Linked DNA regions of Oryzias latipes: region 2 is linked to region 1. The links are chromatin contacts, called in public Hi-C maps. All regions are on one chromosome and are shown on one strand. The core of a region is the stretch at or near the end of the contact, and the rest is flanking DNA. Distances in the headings are between cores, read along the strand shown. Region 1 has its middle 47 kb from the start of LOC101157348. Region 2 overlaps LOC101157348 (trinucleotide repeat-containing gene 6C protein).

Evidence for each region. A called contact is a pair of places that touch in the nucleus more often than the background predicts.
Region 2: a Hi-C map of gastrula embryo shows a contact between it and region 1, with 1.8 times the contacts expected there. The contact joins two enhancer-like sites. A contact is called at or near these places in 4 of 5 Hi-C or Micro-C datasets (embryo, fibroblasts and gastrula embryo).

Annotation. Positions count from the first base shown.
Region 1 is chr1:9,592,183-9,598,655 of ASM223467v1, forward strand. No RefSeq gene overlaps it. Among protein-coding and RNA genes, the nearest start is that of LOC101157348, 47 kb to the right of the region's middle. Within about 2 kb of position 2,564, at least 4 of the 8 cell types and tissues checked have an H3K27ac peak or open chromatin away from gene starts, as enhancers often do. A contact at or near this core is called in gastrula embryo, where this site is marked.
Region 2 is chr1:9,667,658-9,674,130 of ASM223467v1, forward strand. It overlaps LOC101157348 (trinucleotide repeat-containing gene 6C protein), which reads left to right. Exons shown (of 23, transcript XM_011473887.3): 5 at 1,715-4,135; 6 at 4,871-5,074; 7 at 5,554-5,720; 8 at 5,816-5,893; 9 at 6,063-6,120; 10 at 6,231-6,373. Among protein-coding and RNA genes, the nearest start is that of LOC105353906, 26 kb to the right of the region's middle. Within about 2 kb of position 2,509, at least 1 of the 8 cell types and tissues checked has an H3K27ac peak or open chromatin away from gene starts, as enhancers often do. A contact at or near this core is called in gastrula embryo, where this site is marked.

The DNA.
Region 1 (6,473 bases), core at 1,314-3,813:
TTTCCTACGCTCCTCCTGATCAAACCTGGGGTCCAGCCCTCCACCTCATCTTTTTCTGTCTCTCTGGCCACCTCTTCCTTCATCTATCTTTCATCTTGGTCTCATTGAGGTTTCTGGCAGGAGCAGGAATGTGGCAGGCGTGTGTCTGCCTTTTTAATGAGCCTAAAACATGGGGGGTCAGCTTATTATATAGATGAGAAAATCCGGGCGGGCCAAAAGGTGATGGACCTTGCTAATAAGGGCCCTTGCTCTTTCTCCACCCTCCCACTTCTGTTCGGTGTAACTCTTTTGTCATCTCTTCCTATTTTTTCTCCTGTTCCTGTCCTCCACCTATTGACAAGTTTCTCATTCTCCGCTCCCATCTGTGACTTCTTCCATGTTCTTCTGCTATTCCCCCTTTTTTCTTTACTTTCTCATCCCCATAGTTGTTTGCTGATCAATTGAAATCGTTTTATCAAAAGCAACATTTTTCCCATTAGATTTGGACACACCTTCTCATTCAAAGAGTTTTCTTTATTGTCATGACTATGAAAATTGCAGAGTCACACTGAAGGCATCAAAGCTGTGAATTAACACAATAATTTAAAAAGTTTGAAACAACTGAAAATATGTCATGTTGTAGGTTCTTCATGCATGCTATTCCAGCCGGTTTGCATTTAATTGGACCATCATTTATTTTTCAACATGGCAATGACCCCAAACACACCTCCAGGCTGTGTAAGGGCTATTTGAGGTCCCTGACCCTAACCCACACGCGTCTGGGGCGTCAAGTTTATTCAATTCACTTTTAATTTTATTTGTACAGCCCCAAATTTACAACAACAGTCGTCTCAATCGGCTTCGTTCCGGTAATTGTAAGGTAAACACACAACCAAAAAGGATCATAAATGCATAATATTCAATAGGATAATACTAAAACTTTAAGTAAACAGACTAAAAAAAACCGGAATTGCTGCCCTCAGACCCTCCTTCTTCCTTATAAACACATATGGAAAAGCGTCGAGCAGAGAATTTAACTGGCGTCAAAAGAGAGGCGTCCAACATGAATTTGATGTGCAAATTAGTTTTCCTTCAACATAATTTTTTTTCCGATTATACTTTGATTTTTGCACTTCATGGAGGGAGCAGAAAGTTTTACTTTAGGTAAACAAAAAGCTTTGATAGTTAAATATTTAGTCATCTTTAATGAATCCGTGAGGGTGTTATGAACAGACCTGGCTCAGTGTTAAGCAGCAGGGTAGCCCTCACCGACAGGGGACAGGGATTTGGGGTGGGGTTGCTCATTGAATAAAACTGTTAAACAAAGCTGTCTTGTTAGAGCTTTTTATGAACATTTGATCTTGTGAGCTTTTTTTGCAGACGTTTTTACAGTCTATCAGTCAAAAGCGCCCTGGGAGCCTTTGGTTAGCGGGTCAATTAAACTGATTAAACAGGAAGCCATTTATTGAACAGGTGATGTGAGATGCAGATTTCAGATGGCGTGCTGCTCCAAAGCCTGGCAAAAGCAAATGTCTCACGCAGGGAAGATTTGAAGGTGGCAGCTGCCAGAGGAACTTTTGAAGTTTGGGGAGCTGTAATATTTTAATGAACATACCTGCATCAATGTGGAACAGACTTTGCGTATCAAAAGCTATGAAAGCGCTTTCCTAATCCAGGACAAAACACTGTGATTATCCAGGCTTGCTACCAGACTGAAAAATTACAGGCAATAGAGGAAAAACACTAATTATTAGTAGAGACAAAGGAAATGTTAGCAGTTCTTAGCCATTCAAGTGTCTAATCACATTACACACACTACAGCAAGTTCAAATATTTGAGACAATTTATTGAAATTTTATTACAAAAGTGCTCCAGGCTGCTGTAATTACCTGATTGCCAGTGCCTGAGGTTTCTGCCTCCGAGGGATATTTAGTGTCATAGCTGAACTCGCAGCAAGAGGTGGTCCTGATGATTAGCTCCTGTTAGCGTCAGGTCTCATCCACTTTCCATTGTTATCCCTTAGCATTAGTTTAATGGCCCAGGAAACACAGATAATGACTCTCAGCACGGATTAGCATCTGCTGCTGCTGTTGCTGGACAGCGTGCACACGCATTTAAGTGGACACTTTCAGATACAGGCTGTGCATTTGCTCCTAATGGCACACATAGCTGCACACATGTTAAAAGGATATCATAGGTCAAGAAATAACTTTTTTTTCTATAACTGTGCTTAAAAAGGTCAAAGAAAAAACTCAAATATGAACTGCTAAAACACAATTTTGTGCTAATTTAATTTTTGGACCATTCTAAGCACACAGTTTGACCTTTTTAATAAAATGAAACTGCACAGTGTCTCAATGGATGCTAGCAATTTGCAGACAAATCCCAAATGTGAGGTTGTAGAAGACCCAATGTTTCATCTGTGATGTTTCCAGACAGTTAAACCGACAAAACAAATCAGCATGTGTTTTTCCTGAGCAGATTTCCATGTGCTGCTTGTTTGCACCCAGAACATTGAGTGTGTCTCCATGGTGGGTGTTTGCATCAATGCCGGCCCCTGTGTGCCGTCCCCCCTGTGGGGAGGTGGAGTGGGCTGGGGGGGGGGGAAGCTGTCTGAAGCCTGGATGTCTATGAAGAGGCCCCTTCATGTGCAGCTTACTGGTGATAGATTGTCACTTATGCTGCAGCTGACATCCAATCTGGCATCAGTGGTTTTCAAAGCCCTTACCTCAGTGTAGCCACAGGACCCCCCTCTGCTCAAACACAGAAATCCCATTTAGTGTCAGAGGGCAGTGAAACAAGACGGTGTCTGGGTATGTCTGAGTTTCTGAAGCTTTTGTGATAAGGCGCAAGTCTGACTGTTCCATTTTTCTCCTCCTGAAATTGTTTTTGTATTTTTTTTTCTTTCCAGCAACTGCAATCACAGTGTTCCTACCTCATCACCTTCTGTCTCTTGGCTGTTTTCACAAAAAGGCACCTGCTGAATTTTCCCCATTTGTTTGCAGTCTGAACAAGCTTTCATCCACATGCCCCCACCCTCCCCCATGTCTTGTCCTCACAATAACTTCTTCCAACCTAAGTCGCCCTGTTGCTTCCCTGCAGCAGAGCCTTTGTGTGACAGCAGGACCAAATCATGCACACGCTTGTTTAACATTCAGTCAGAAACTAGAAGCCCGACGTGACAACTCCTCTGGGACAGAAAACTGTCCAGCATGGCATTGTACATGTGCATTCATGTGTGGGAATATGTCTTTGACGTGTTGCTAATATTTGTGAGAGTGTAGCTTGAAACTTTTTTCAAACCATTGACCAGATGGTGCATAAAAACCAACTGAGCATCATTACAACTTTCCATCAGAAGAGACTTTACATAAATAATGGTTAGGCAAGACACAGCCTGTTCCAGATGCAGGACGAACATAAAAATTGGTTCACATTATGTATGAGTATTATCAGTTTACTTTACATTATTTATCTGATTTTCTGTTTTTGGCTGCCTCAATTATAATACGTTTCTGGGATCGTACACTTTAGATTACATTAGTGAATTATCACCAAGGTTCCTTTTCAATGAAACCAAGTTTTCTCATCTTAATGTGGAGCAGAACCTTCTTGTTTGGTTGCTTCAGAAGAGCTTTAGTATAGGCCCAAACAAGTACAATTCTTGTTGAGAACAAATGCCCTGATGCAAGTGTGCTTTTACACACCTGATGTGCAAAGACTTACTTTAATTTTGAACCTGAAGTAGCTGAAGTATTGACATTGTCACTAGTACAGTGAAATAAGAGAAGTCTTACCTAGTCTTTGCAACACTTAGACATTAAAACAATGCATGTTAGTGTGTCAGTATACTTTCTATTGTGGGATGGTAAAAAAAAAAAAAAGTTCCACAACTAAATTTTGACTTGCAGGCTAAAATCAGATGCAATGACATTGTGACAGTCAAAATAGGATAATTCTGCATATAGATTAAATGTGTTCCATATGTCTTTTGACACTTGAATTTTTGCACAGGTTCTGCATTTTGGACAAAAAAAGTTTGAATGTGTGCAGACTGAATTTCCAGTGTTTTCAAAGCTCTCTTATGCAGACTGTTCAAATCTGATTCTCCTTTGTGGGACCTTGATAACAGCATACCAGAAGCAGACATGTCCACGCAACATAATACCATACAAGCTCCAAAACATGCACTTCCTTAAAACCAAGATGACAGCTAATTATAAGACTTCATGGCATTTTAAGGAGAGGGTAAAAATGGTTTTTAATACCCTTTGCTATGTCCATTACAGAAGCTTCTTCACTTTTCCTCTTTTATGCCATAGTTTGAAGCTCACTTAAAAAGAAAATGCCAAAGAGACAAAAAAGTCAAAGCTTGGGATATTGTGTGCTTAAGAAGCAAGTGATAATGATGCTGCATTCAGCCACTAATGGATTTTTCAAAAAGCTTTTGTATGCCTAGAAACAGCTTGACCTTCTTTTCAGCATACCTTTTATCAGACAAAGTGTGTGCTGCATTTCTTACATTTCTTAAAAATGACCAGACTATTGCACGCGTCACCCTGATGATTTTCCTAGAACACTTCAGAAAAAGTCAAATTTCTGGTGGTTTATTTTTCAATGTTTCTCAGCTTTTCAGGTTTTTTTTTCTAGACTGAGTTGCTGTTTGTTTGTTTTTTGTTTTTAAATTACTGCAAACTGTTTGCTTGGCAGAAATTATTTCTGTCTCTGAAAACACAACTTTTGCTTTACAGAGTTTTGAAAGGTTTGGAGGCTGACAGTGTTATTATTCATCACGTTGATTGAGTCATCGTTTCTAAATCAGTCATATGCAAAAGGGGTGAATCAATATAACATAAAAATGCTGTCTTACATTAGTTAAAAACCCATTAATATTCTCAGAAATTAATTGAATGCATTTTTTTTATATTTGTGTAACCTGTATTGTCACACCAACCAGTATTGTCAATTTTTATCTCATTTAAACAAGTGTCATAAACCTGCTTCAGAATCCTCTAGTGATTGTTTTCATAGCTTTGATATGCAAGTGCTGCTTCGAGGAACAGTTACAAAATATGCAGTAATTTCTACCTATCTATGTTGTTTTTAAAAGGGTTCTTCAGTTTTGCATGCAAGACTGATGAAAAAAGTGTATTTTAAAGTTCTCTGTCTGTAAAATGTGACAACCTTAGTAAACTCCCAGAACAGGACTTCACAAAAACACCCCGTCCGATCATATTTTGATCCATTTTAAAAGCATTACTGATGGTCTTTTAATTATAAATATGCAGTTTTAAGGCAAAATAAAAACCTGTGACGTTTTCCAGGGACTGCTTTCTGCGGAGGGACAGTACTTCATTAAAAATTCCCTTTTAAATTTGTGGGCGGAACTGCTGGCGTAGAGCTACGGTCTATGGGAGCAAACCGTACCGACCCTTCCACTCTCCCCTCCAGAGGATGGAGCTTGTAACCTGCCAAACATATTTTCTACATCAAAAAGAAGTTTCATTTCAAATTGCATTTTTGGATTCACAACAATTTAAATAAAGAAATACTGAGAAAAATGCCACAAGAAGATGTTAAAAACGCTAAAAACACGATTTTTATCTGAGTGGGTCTTTAAGCTAAACCTTCACTGCTGTTTTTAACCACTTAGAAATCAATTCTCTACTGTTTGTCAGTATGCTGACAAGGCATAAACTGAGATGACAGACAAACCCTTGTTTTTTATTTTCGATGGCATGTTGCTTTTGTCCTCTGCAGGGTTACAGATTTGATTAAAGCTCTGGTTAATTGCAGCTACGAGAGTCTTGCTTTGCTCACGTGCACATTCTTGCAGAAGGAACCAATTTTAAAATCGGTTGGAACGTGTGAACATTGTTTTTGTGATTTTGCATGATACGTTGAGAACGATTAAAAAGATTCAATATTGCTTCTTTATCCTGTAGGAACACAGTCTGCTAGTTTGAAAAAGTCCAGTGTTTCAGTTCAGATGTGAAAAAAGCTACACATTTATCTGAAAAATGGACACCGCTATAAAACCCTCCCATTTGTCTGATGCCATTTCTGTTTTTCCGTAGATGTTGCTTGGACACAGGGAATCAGTAGAATGAGCCTCAAAAGCAGATTGAATGGTTTATGACAGACCTATTTGTTCTGAATAGAAAGCTTTTTTTTTTCAAAATTATATTTTCCATCCTAGAGTAAACCCATCACGAACACTTACATTGAACTTTCAGGCGAAATACGATATTTTAGTGAAAAGAATGAAAGCAGAGTGTGTGTGTTTGTGCGTATTATGTAGGTAATAAGGTTTTATAGACGCTTAAGCCTTCTAAGGTCTATGGTCTATGAAATTGGCCTTCTCCGGAAGGACCTCATCCTCGCACCACCTCAGGCGTGCAAACAATCACACACAGAACACATACAAGCAAATCCGCCATTCAGACATGAGTAGTCACACACCTGAGACTCGTCCTGGGATAACTGCTCGCCAT
Region 2 (6,473 bases), core at 1,259-3,758, 75 kb after region 1:
ATGTTGAGAAATGTGCCTTCGATATACTGGAAAGAATAAAATCACTTAGAACAGGGATTTGAAAAGTAACCATGCTTTAGCATCTTTCATATATGCTGTTTGTAGTACTTTTAGTACCAGGATTGATTGCGATTGTTGTTCTTTTTGATACCACTGCACTGTACTTCAAGCCTTTTCTAGTTTTGTAAATAAACAAAAGCTAAAAATATGCTATCCCTATACACATTTCATTGTTTGCATACAGGGGTTTAATTGTAAAAGTTTCTTTTTTTACATGCTAAATTAAAGCCAATGTGTTGGTTGGGTTTTTTATGAGGAACTATTAGATTTATTTATTTATTTTTTTAATGCCAGAGGCAACCCCTGCAGTCGATAAGCTCCCTGTTGTCCCCCACTAGAATTAATAAGATCATTGATTAGCTGCCTACTAATGATTGAAAACCCTTTTAGAGCACACGTTTATTATTGGTTCCACATCTGATGAGATGCTGTTGTGCAGGATAAATTTGGTTGTCTGCTGCTTAGTTTGCCAATTGGAAAATTGCTCAAAATGCTCTTGTGGTTATTTTGGTTCAACATACAAAATTGATTTTTTTTTTTTTAACAATGGGAACTTCTAAAGGAGCTTGTTCTATTCAGCCTATTGATCATGCAGTGTTGTTTTGTAGAAGAAAGTGTGAGACAAAAATAACTATCAGGTTTACTGACCTCCTTTTTTTGTGTGAATTTACAGTAAAAATCGAAAGTTTAGATGCATCCAGAGTCGTTTGTTTTGAATTAGAGGGAATGTCTTACTTGTAATGTATTATGTGTTGTAGTATATGAGAAGATGTAAAAAACCTTAGCCTAAATGTATGACATTATGTATAAACAGGTTTTAAGACACCAACCGAAAAAGACGATTATTAATTTTAGTGCAGTGTAGTTGGAGGAGTAACCCTGTCAAGCATTGGGGGGTGATGAATGGGATGTCACCCTAGTTCCATTTGGGCTTCCCTTCTCAACTCGAGCTAGCAAAGCTACGATGCAGACAGATGGGCGTCTCACTGGTGACTCTTTAAGACGTGCATAGGAAGAAGAAAATGAAGGATTGAGAACTAAGGAAAAATTTGGAAAAGATTATGCGTGTAGGAGAGTGAGGCTCGACAGATGGATGGGCTATACATGGATAAATGGAAGATGAAGAAAGTAGATTAGACACACGGATAAAGTAAAGCCAACATCTAACTATTTCTATCTGGCTGACGACACTAGAGCAAGAAAAAATAGTTTTTTTTATGGTTCATATGGCATGGATATGTTACCATTTTGATCTGACCATCCTGATGGCTCCCATTATTTAACCGGGGGAAATAGGTTTAATTGTCACTGCATTTGCCCCAGTTGGCTCACTGTTTGCTTTTTGTTGTCCCTTTTTTTTATTTGTTCTCTCCATCAGCGGCGTAAACAAATAGAATATAAGAACCTCTTTTGTTGGGGAGCACTTTAAGGATTATTTTAAAATATTCTAGTTTCCTATTTAGGTTTTTGACCGGATCCTGATTTACTTTGGTTGACATCGGCTACTCCCTTTACAAGCTGCCAAAAGGCAAAGGAGATTTTTATGACCACTTCCCTCAGCTAGTAGTTTCTAACTTCTAAATAGATTTTTCTTGACTGCCATTGTTCCCTTTTGGTCTCACCCTTCTTTCTTCTTTTTTTTTTTCCTTTTCAGACACATCCCTCCATACGGGTACTGGTACCCAGCATGAGGCCTCTCCTTGGAGAGCTACTGTACCAGTTGATAGCACCAATAGTTGGGACAAAGTGATCATTGACAGAAGTGAAACAGAAGATTGGCCATCGATAAGCCGTAGCAGTGAACCCATCCACCTTGCCACACCGGAATGCCCCTTGAGCTCAGCTAGCTGTAATCTAGACACCAGTGTTGTCACTTCTTCTGGACACGGTTTTCTGAGCATGGCCACTGGTACTGCAGGCCAGCAGGCCCTCTACAACTCTCTCAAAGCAAACAATAACATGATGACAGGACCTGTGTCAACTAACACATTGGCATGTAACAGAGGCTGGGGCTCAGATGTGAAGCAAGATGGAATGAATGGTGGCAGAGCTGGAATCCCCAATAGCTGGGGATCACCAAATTTCAACTTGAACTTGAATCCTAATGCCAATCCGTCAGCCTGGCCTGTTCTGGGCCATGAAGGTGCTGGGAATAGTGGCCCCAATGTTATGAACAATCCTTCCTCGCTTCCACCAGGCATAAATGGAAATGTGGGAAATGCAAATGCAGATAATGGAAGTGGAGGTTGGGTTAGCATGATCAGTGCTAATGAAAAAGATCAACAGCACTCTTCAACCAACACAAATTTATCTTTCAACATGGATCCTGTTAACCTTAACACCGATGGACCAAACTACGGTAAACAGCCACAACAAGCTCAGGAGCCTATGAGCCCAATCCATGGCCTAACTGGCTGGGGAGGCCAGTCACCAACTGAGTCATCTCAGCTCAATGGTGACACAACAGGCAGCTCTGTATGGGGTATTGGAGAAACTAAGGCAGCTGAGTCTACTAAGGACTCCAACTGGGAATCATCTGCCTCCAAAAACCTTTCTGCCTGGGGCCGCCAAGGCAGTGGTGGAGGAACTAGTGGAAATGGCGGTTGGGGTGAGTGGGGCAAGTCCTCTGGTGGTGAGGTATCTAAAGGCTGGGACTCAATTGATGCTGGTAGCACTGGTTCTGGCCAGGAGCAGCAACTTGGCTCGTGGGGAAAGCATTCTGGAACTCCCCCAGCCAGTGAAGGTAGTGGGGACAGCAGTGAAGGTCGATCCCGTAGCAGAGACAGATCCTCCAGCATGGATTTTGCCCCCCCTTTGCTACCTCGACAGGACCTAGATCCCAGAGTGCTAAATAATTCAGGCTGGGGACAGACCCCAATCCGACAGCACACTGTATGGGAGATGGAAGAAGCCAGTTCTGATGATGGAAAAAGCAATAGCAGCTCAGACACCATAGTAGGTTCCAGCTCTATTGGTGGACCTTCATCAACCAGTGGAGGTAATATCAACTCTAACACTGGGCCCAGCCAGAGGCCTGGTCCCGGAGGAAAAAATGACAGTGAAGGATCTTCATCCTCTGGCTGGGGAGCCACTTCACCTCAGTCAATTCAGACTGGGTCTGGTTGGGGAGACCCCCCACCTATACTTAACAAAGCATCAAATTGCACAGCCAGTGGCTGGGATGACTCTTTACCTACAAGTGGTTCTAAAAGTGGAGGTACCCCGTCCTGGGGTACTGAAGATAAGTCACCCAGCTGGGATGACAGCCCAATGAAAAATCAGTCCACAAGCTGGGGGGAGGCCCCCAAAAACTCAAGTAGTTGGGGCAATAGTAATGGGAGCTCTAATGGATCTGCCACAGGGGAGTGGGGAGAGCCAGAAGTAAAAAACAATGGGTCTTCCAGTAGCATGTGGGAAGGGGAAGGCGGAAATGGAGGAACAGGTGGATGGCAAGAAAGCCCAAAAAGAGGTGGTAGAGGGGGTGGCGGATGGGCTAAGCCATCTCCCCCTATAAGTAATAGTAACTGGGTGGAATCTTCACGTACCAATGGTCCAGTACAGGGAAACTGGGGCTCCTCCAAGCCACAGGAAAGCAGCAGCAGTGGCAGCAGTACCGGCAGTGGAGGATGCGTCAGCATTGGTTCCTGGGGTGGTCCGGGCTCTGTGAAGCAAGGCAACTCTAGCTGGGGAAACGTAAGCAAACAGGACCAGGTTATGGAGCCTACTGGCTGGGAGGAGCCCTCTCCTCCTTCCATCCGTAGAAAAATGGAGATAGACGATGGAACATCCACCTGGGGGGATCCTACTGCATACAGCAAAACTGTCAACATGTGGGATCGTAACAACCCAAATAATAATCCAAGCAACAGTGGCCCACCTGCCAGCAAGAACGGTGGAATGATTATGCCGAACAATAACAACAATCACCATCACGCTCATAACATGCATCACCATGCGCATCATGCTCAGCCCTCAAGTCATCTTCAACACCGTGCAAACAATAATGGGTCACCAAGCACTGCAGCTTCTCATCCAGGTGTGGGCGCCCAGGGTAGACCCTCTGTGGCCAATCCAGGTAATTAAATATTTCTAATTTAAATTGGGTTTTGCATAAAATTGAATTAGAATTTAAAATACTATGGTAGAAATGTACATAATTTCAATCATTTCTGTGCAGTTATTATATCAATTTGTACTAGTTTTGCTTGAAGAAAAGAGAAATTTCCTATCTTATTTTAAAGTTCATCCATTAAATATATGTTTAGAGCATAAATACAGAAAATGGCAATAATGTTTGTGAATACAAAGGCCAAATCTTTTTACAAATCATTTCTCGTCTTTGGGAGCCAGGGAGGGAGCCAGGGAGCCAGTTTAGCTCGTGCTGGTTTGCGGCGCCTTCCGTCCGTGAAACCCGGGTTCGACTCCAGGCTCCTCCCTGTTCCCTTCTCTACCTCTGCCGGTTCAAGCCCGGTTTGAGAAGGTTGCGTCAGGAAGGGCATCCGGCGTAAAACATTGCCAAATTTAACATGCGACACGTTCGCTGTGGCGACCCCTGATGGGAGAAGCCGAAAGTGGAAGAATTTCTCGTCTTTGAAATTTTAAATAAGACCATTGCCTCCCGCTGCTTACCATCCATACAGAACCAATAGTGACTGTACAAATATGTTTGAGATGCTAGAAACACTGTCTTCTGTTTGTGTTTTTATTAATGTCCATCTTGGTTCAAAAGAATTATATTTAAAACATTTTTGGGTTTTAAAATAACTTAAGTTTATTGAATGCATTTTTTCCTGTAATCATTTTATCACAGGTTGGGGAGAACTCCCCAATGTTCAACCCAAGTCGGAACCTGCTTGGGGAGAGCCAGCTGCGCCAACATCGACGGTTGACAATGGTACCTCTGCTTGGGGTAAGCCCCCAGGTAGTGTAGGAGGTTGGGGAGATGGTGGCCATGAGCATTCTAGCCTCTATGTCAGGGCCAATGGACCATCAGGTTCTGCACCTTGCAAAACAGGTAACACCCAATGTTTAAATATGTTTACACCTAAATTCCCACAAACCACAAATTAAGTTCTCTGAAATGCATTTAAAATAGAATTGAGGTATCCTGTGCTTCTTTCTTTTTTGAAAAATCATATAAATAATCTAACATAAAACTTTTGTCTGTTTTAGTCTTTTAGTAAAAGCAAGACTTTGAATTTAAAATCTCCTTATTTTACATTATCCTTGTTTCCAACACCTTTTTAAATTCAACCTGTGCTATTTCTACTAAACGTTGATTATTACTTAAGTAGAGTTTTCCTCATATTAAAGCATTCCTTGTTAGGGTGAGTTTGTGTTTGTTGTTGAAAACAACACAGGTACAGGAGCAGTTGGTAGATATCAAATACCAACAGTGCCATCTAGTGTTCATGACTAAAAATACGTTTTTTTGTGAACTGAAGTGGTTTGACATTTACAGATGTATTTCACATTTTGCTTCTCTTTCATTAGGCCCCAAACCTATGCAAGATGGCTGGGGAAGTGGAGGGGAAGACATGAGTATGTCTTCTGGCCAATGGGATGCTGAGGATGGGGATGTATGGAATAGCCCCACGCCCCAGGAGAACAGTTCCTCTTGTAACTCCTGGGGCAACGGACCCAAGAAATGTCCAAGCAAGGTCAGAAAGACACTCACCTCGCACCTATACAAGAAAGAACAGCGAAGCACACTCTTACACCAATTCTAAACACAATTTTGGATTCTTTTTGTTAGGGGAAGATTGGCAGCAAGCCAGATGAGGCCTGGATCATGAACCGTCTCATTAAACAGCTCACTGACATGGGCTTTCCGGTATGAATGCAGTTGGTTTAAAATGATTTTATCTTAGACCACAAAAACTGGGATTTTAGTCCACTCACCTAAAATTCAGACAACCAATAAATGATTGAAAACCAGAGGTATTCTTGAAACAAATCCTTGTTCGATCTTGACTGTAAGATGTTCTCTTAATGCATCACAGAGAGACCCTGCTGAGGAGGCACTGAAGAGCAACAACATGAACCTTGACCAGGCCATGAGTAAGTTCCTTTGCTAATTTGATTTGAAGGGTTTCCTTTGTGTCTGTTGATAAATTATTGAAGATAAAAGAGCTTTCAGAAATAATATCTGTTCTTCTCTTTGCTTCAAGCGGCCTTGCTCGAAAAGAAAACTGACCTAGACAAGCGGGCCATGAGCATTTCTGAATATAGCAATGGCATCAACAAGACACTTATTTGTCGGCCCTCTGCACTCTCCAAAGAATCCTCCGATCGCGCCACCTTTCTAGACAAGGTGAGATTGTAAATAACTGGCGGACTCCCTAAATATGGTTGTCTAATTAGGAAATCCATAGAAGAGTACAATCTGTAGCGTGTGTTCATATCAATTGTTA